2 separate regions of the Mus musculus genome follow, and region 2 is linked to region 1. The links are chromatin contacts, called in public HiChIP or PLAC-seq maps. All regions are on one chromosome and are shown on one strand. The core of a region is the stretch at or near the end of the contact, and the rest is flanking DNA. Distances in the headings are between cores, read along the strand shown. Region 1 has its middle 220 kb from the start of Gm40261. Region 2 overlaps Cdk14 (cyclin-dependent kinase 14).

Region 1 (3,025 bases), core at 353-2,852:
GAAGGCAGTTCAACAGGTGGAGAGTACCCTTTCCATGGGGCTCAGTTTCTGCCTCTTCCAGGAAGCTCAGCGTGTCTGAGAATGCCACTTGGGAGTCTTTGCAGTTAACCCATGCTTGGGATGGAGAGGCCTAGCAAATATGGTCAGTTTCAGGCTCTTCTGAACCTTTTGAGTTTTTTATTTCCATGGGATACTTCATTTCCTGGTTACTCTTAGAAGAAATTGTTACACAGCAAACAGGAAAAACCCTTCTTTATGTGTTTTCTACTCACAGACTCATTCCATTTCCCCAGCACTGTACTTTAAAAGTTTTGGCTTTTGGAAAGCAAAAGTCCGAAATCTTTAGAGACTTCTCACTTTTTACAGGGGAAGAAAAAGAACTTTCCCTGGAGCAGGAGAGAGCTGAACTCTTAAGTAGGACAGGCATGGTAGTGGCAAGTGTGAGGGAAGATACTATCACAAACTACTTAGCTACAAAGAGAATATTTGGTAGGGCTCAGAAATGTAAAAGAACACCATCTTCCCCACAAGGTCCAGCTTCCATCCGCACCCCCACCAGCCCCCTAGGTCCCAGAGAACAATAAGGTCCAAAGGGGATGTTCCTGGAAGCCGGTCATCTGTCTTGGTCTCCCGCTTTCAGAGAATGTGAATTTGTTCATCCCACACCCAGTCCAAGAGTGAAGCTGAAGAGAACTTTCCAGTTCGACTCGTGTTGATTCCTACCTTGTCAGAACTGGTCTCTTACAAATAATCCTAAGAAGTGAGCAGGGGTCACATCCAGACACTGGGGAGCAGAGACGACCGGACCAGCTGAAGGTCCTCCCATCTAGGCCCAAGAGTTACAACCCCAACCCTCACCACGCCCCTGACCTTCAGCTATTCAGACTTTTTCTTTTAAGATAACCTCAGGCTCGCATGGGCTGGAACTAGGTGCTGGCACATAATATAACATGTGCAGCTTGGTCTTTATGCAGGTCCCGCAATGACAGACGCAGGGAGCTGTTCTTGAATCTGTTGCTTGCCTGTGGATCCTGTTCCCCAAGCTGTGCTGCCTTGTCTGGCCTCAGTGGGAGAGGATGCTCCTGCAAAGAGCGGATGTGCTGCAGGGAGGGGGACACCAAGGGGAGCAACCCCTTCTCAAAGGAGAAGGGGAGGGAATAGGGGAAGGATTTATGTGAGAGGGTACTGGGAGGAGAGGGGAGCGGTTATATTAGGATGTAAAGTGAATAAACAAATTAAAAAAATAGCTTCAGGCTTTTTGCTAGGCTTTTTGCTACCTGTTCAAACATAGGGGCAGCACTGGCCTATGGTATTTAAACCTAATTTTTTCACTTGGCTTTGTTTCCTCATCGCCCAGGTGGGTGAATAATTTGGCTACCTGTAAAGCCATCTTTGTGGGTCAGAGAAACCCTGTCTCGAAAAACAAAACAAACAAACAAAAAGAAAAGAAAAGAAAAGAAAAGAAAAGAAAAGAAAAGAAAAGAAAAGAAAAGAAAAAAGAAAAGCCATCTTGTGAAGCCCTGCCTTTTTTATGCACCACTGACAGCAAATACTTCACGACTGAGTCAGAGCCACAGTCATTGTGGAGGTCGCCCTGGGCTGCCTTGTCTTCAATGGTGTCCTTGCCAGGCTGCCAAGGAAGCTCTTGCTGGGCAAGCTGGGAACACACTGTCTGTTGGAAGAATGTCCCATTCAGGAGCTGCGGTTTGTGCCAAGGCTCGACAGTCCCCACAAAGGCGCACAGGGGCGACCCAGAGAAGGAAATGAACAACAAAAACCCCAAAGCCTGGCTGACATACACTGCCCGGGAGCTTTCTGTTCCAGCATGCTGTCTTCTGGCAACCGACAAACGGACACAGGGCCACACAAGAGGAATACGTTTCAAGGAGGAAAACTTTGTGCCAGATAAGAAATGAGATATAATAATAAAGCTGGACCGAGGTAGTCTATGGACTTAGGAAGTTATAAAATATTTATGGGGAAATTCTTCGCTTGGGGATGAGAGTCTGAATGTCGGAAGAAGCTTGGAGACAGGAGAGGGGGCGGGATGGGGGATGTTTACCGAGTTAAGACACGCTCCTTTGTTAGTTCCTCGGTGTGTAAGAGGAGGTTTTGTAAGATGTGAGGAAAAGCTTCAGAGAAGAGCAACGAGGCAGGCTGAGCCTTGTCGGTAGGACCAGGACATGAGCAGATGAAACCTAATACAATAGTCATAATGAAGAACTCCTTCTCCGTAGCCTCAGAAGGACTGGGAATGTGGGACCCTATGTACTCTATCTGCGCGTTTAATCTCTGTGAATGAGAGAGGAATCCAGGACTCTGGGCAAGACCTTAGGAGCTGAAAGACACGCTGAACAGTTTCCTCTCATCAATGTGGCACTCAAAGGTGCTGAGCAAACAAACACAGGAAAACCTTTTTTTTTTTGCTATTGATGCTGTTCCACAGTTAGGCAATTGTCAGCTGTGAGGTCATAGCTTTAACAAGCTTTCCCACTACAGGAAAAAAGTACTTGAGAGGAATTTAACCTTTTTCCTCCTGGAGAGTTGATTAAAAAAACTATTGAATTTGCTCTTTGACAACTTCATACACATATAAAGCATATTCCAATTACTATACCCTCTTACCTTTTCTTATTTCTCATCTCCATTCCATCTTTATACCTCTTCCATACCTTCCCTCAAGGCACATTCCTATATTCATGAGGGTTTTGTTGTTGTTTTGTTTTGCTTTGTTTATAGGCCTGCTGAATTTAACCAGGATTTAGAACCATCCACCGGAGTCTGATGCTGATGTGCTCCAGAGTAAGCTAGGAGTAGTTCATTGGGAAGCGGTTTCATCTGGGAACCTCTCCCCTGCGACTCTCTCTCTCTCTGTCTCTCTCTCTCTCTCTGTGTCTCTGTCTCTCTCTCTCTGTCTCTCTCTCTGTCTCTCTGTCTCTGTCTCTCTCTCTCTGTCTCTCTCTGTCTCTCAGTCTGTCTGTCTCTGTCTGTCTGTCTGTCTGTCTCTGTCTGTCTGTCTGTCTGT
Region 2 (3,025 bases), core at 368-2,867, 820 kb after region 1:
GGGATCCTGTTCCTGGAGAAAAATAAAACTAGACTTTGTAGCAAAACAAGACCAAAGCCATCCGCTGGATCTATAGCCCTAGCGGACGTCCGCTGGATCTATGGCCCTAGCGGAGCTACTCTTGCTCTGTGGTCCCTGGCTCCCTTACAGTGTAAAGAGAGCTCATAGTGTTCACATTTGTGGTAAAACTTAAATATTCAGCGACATTCTTAGCATGGAGTAACAAGGCCAGACAATAACTTCTCACGCTAAGCCCCATGCAATGGCTCACACCTGTAATCCCAGTACCCGAGAGGTAAGGCAGGAGGATGGAGACATTCAAGGACATCCTCAGCTACACAGTGAAGTCAAAGGCAGTCGGAGATACAGAAGACCCTGACTAAAAACAGCCAGAAATTAAACGTTTGTACTTTAGTCGCTAAGTCCAGCAGGCCATTAGTTAAAGCTTAAGGCAAGCCTTGGGAAAACAAATGACTCCCTAGAGCTGTGCTCTTCCCTAAAGCAGCCACTGGCAGCATGCGGTTACCTAAGTGAACTAACGTTAACAGTTCAGTTCTTCAGTCCCAAAAGCCACCTTTTACAGAGTGGACAGTAAGAATTATACAAAAGGGGCACTATTACACAGCACGGGTCTAGAAAATATAAAATGGTCATTGACAGGGATCCAGGACATCTCTGCCACCACGGCTCTAGAGAAGTAAAGATATTCAGATTAACTATCAGGGTTCATACCAGCCCTTAGGCCTTTATTCTAGCTTCAGTTTCTAACATTCTCTACCCAGGGTTGCATAAGAAAATAAAAACATGAAGAAAAGATTGGATTAACAAATTGCATTGAAAACAAACACACACACACACACACACACACCTCTTTGAGCAAGAAACAAAAATAAACTTGCAACCAAAGTCCTGATCATAGTTAATGATCCAGAGTGCTGAGTAAGCTCTCTCAGCATGTAAAACTATGATAGTCTCTTCATTCCACAAAACGAAGTCATTAAGGAAGTGAGATACTGTCATAGGAGCAGTCATCGCTAACAACCGAATGTTTATGGCACTAATCTTTATCAATAAATCTCTTAGAAAACATTTTGAAATACCACTTTCTGTGTGGCGTGACCTGGTTGATGTCAACAGGGGGCTTAAATATCCAAGAGCAACAAAAAATTATCAATTTTTGCCAGTAATTGTCTACAAAATATTTTCCTCATTATTGCTAGTTTTGTTATAAGTATAAAAAACACTTCCTGTTTGTGACTTGGAGTAAGAACAAGGAAGTAGAAAGTTGTTCCTCGCTCTCACTTTCTCTCAGTCACACAGACAGCAGTGCTCACCGAGTGTTCCTGGGAACAGGGCGGGGCCAGCTCAAGAGGCTCCAAGCCCCCACAAACTAAAATGAAAGCACTTGTTGGCTTCGTCCAGCAAGATCCTAGACCACTGTGTATGACATACTGAGCTTCAGATGCCAAAATATTAAGGTCAGACTTATGGTGGAACATTGGATAATAATTTTAAAACTCCCCCATTGCAGCTCCAAAGCTTTCACAGTCAAGCCCTCTGAAGGAAGCAAAGGAGGCCCCAGAAGAAAGGGGTTAGCGTTTGGTTTTCAAGAGGGTACATTTGGTTTGCCTTATTCCAGCTGTCGTATACTAGTAATTATGCCTGCCAAGTTGCAAAGCACTTTCCCCTGAGAGCTGTAAATGTTCTAAAAAGATGGGCTAATCTATGTTTGCAAGACCCCCAAGCAGCATGAGGGGCTTGCTATTCTCTAAAATGCAAAAAAAAAGAGCTGAGGTAACTTCACTAGAATTAAGCCCCTGCAAGTTAGATTTTCAGCTGGGAATGTATGTGTGCTGGCTCACACCACAAGCAACAAACCAGAAGAACTAACAGACCACAGGAACTCCAAGATCTTTCAACATGAGTCAATCTCTCTGAAGAAAGGCTGGCAAAGTCCCAGGATGTCCAACCCCCTGGCAGAATTACTAATGGCCACAGGAAACCATGAAGAATGAATGCCCTTTTGCCTACTCCACAGCAAGCAGGAGCCATATTAGCATCCCAAAGATGTGGTCACACTCCAGATCTGCATGTGAAATGTGTATAGAGCTTTCACTCTGAAATGCATCACTCATGTAAGGTTATGAAGTAGGTAAGTATTTACACTGATTTATATCAGATAATCAGCAAGCATCTCACCTCTAATTCTCAGCTTACACACAAATATGTGATTAATAATGTAAGAGGTCAGCATTTGCCGATGGCTTTGACCAGATCAACAAATTCCATTTACAGGATTAGAAATTGTATTACTCATCTGAAAATCAGTAGTTTGCCCCCAAAATTCTTCTTTCCTCAGGCAGATGAGTGGACTGAAGTACATGCTGTGAAACTCACAAAGAATCAATAAAACGGTTAAGAAGAAAAGAAAAAAGTAAAGTAATGAAAGAAAACATAGGCAGACAAGGTTATCACTAGCAAATGGTTCTGAGAGGGTCAAAGAGTGAGAGAATTGCTGAAGTTCAGGCAAGGAGCAAGTACTGAGAGAAGGGAGGGCGGGCCGCAGAGAGACACAGGGAAAGCTATAGAGAAACAGGTAGGAACTGACAAAGAGGAGCAGAAGAAATAAACATCCAGTGTCCTGCACTTGCCTCTGAGCTCCTAAATTCTTCTCACTGCTCAAATCCGGCTGCAGGATATTAGGTACAGGTGTTTCTTGGTGAAATCCACAGTGTGTCCCACAGTCTGTCCTCTGTCCACACATCTCTACTTGCAAATGTCCATTGCAGTGAGGCATCGGTCTGGTTCGAGATCTCTGCTTCCATGACTTGACACCATTACTAGAGGATCTTCATTAGGACTCCTGCTTATCCTGTTGTTGCCCTGTCTCCTGCGGCTCCTGCAGGTTTGGGTCAGCAGGACTGGCCCTTTCATTCATCCCAACTGTTTGCAGATTTGTAGATTTGAGGGGTGGGTCAATTCAGAGCTAAGAGCAGCATGGAGAAGACATCAGACCATCTCACGA

The links. HiChIP or PLAC-seq counts read pairs in DNA pulled down with a chosen protein or histone mark.
Region 2: a FOXA1 HiChIP or PLAC-seq map of pancreatic cancer cells shows a contact between it and region 1. The contact joins two enhancer-like sites. A contact is called at or near these places in 2 of 115 datasets of contacts at active chromatin or transcription factors (astrocytes and pancreatic cancer cells).

What each region holds. Positions count from the first base shown.
Region 1 is chr5:4,494,634-4,497,658 of GRCm38.p6, forward strand. No RefSeq gene overlaps it. Among named protein-coding and RNA genes, the nearest start is that of Gm40261, 220 kb to the left of the region's middle. Within about 2 kb of position 1,603, at least 122 of the 459 cell types and tissues checked have an H3K27ac peak or open chromatin away from gene starts, as enhancers often do. A contact at or near this core is called in astrocytes and pancreatic cancer cells, where this site is marked.
Region 2 is chr5:5,319,029-5,322,053 of GRCm38.p6, forward strand. All of the region lies in intron 2 of Cdk14 (cyclin-dependent kinase 14), which reads right to left. Among named protein-coding and RNA genes, the nearest start is that of Gm30151, 50 kb to the right of the region's middle. Within about 2 kb of position 1,618, at least 123 of the 459 cell types and tissues checked have an H3K27ac peak or open chromatin away from gene starts, as enhancers often do. A contact at or near this core is called in astrocytes and pancreatic cancer cells, where this site is marked.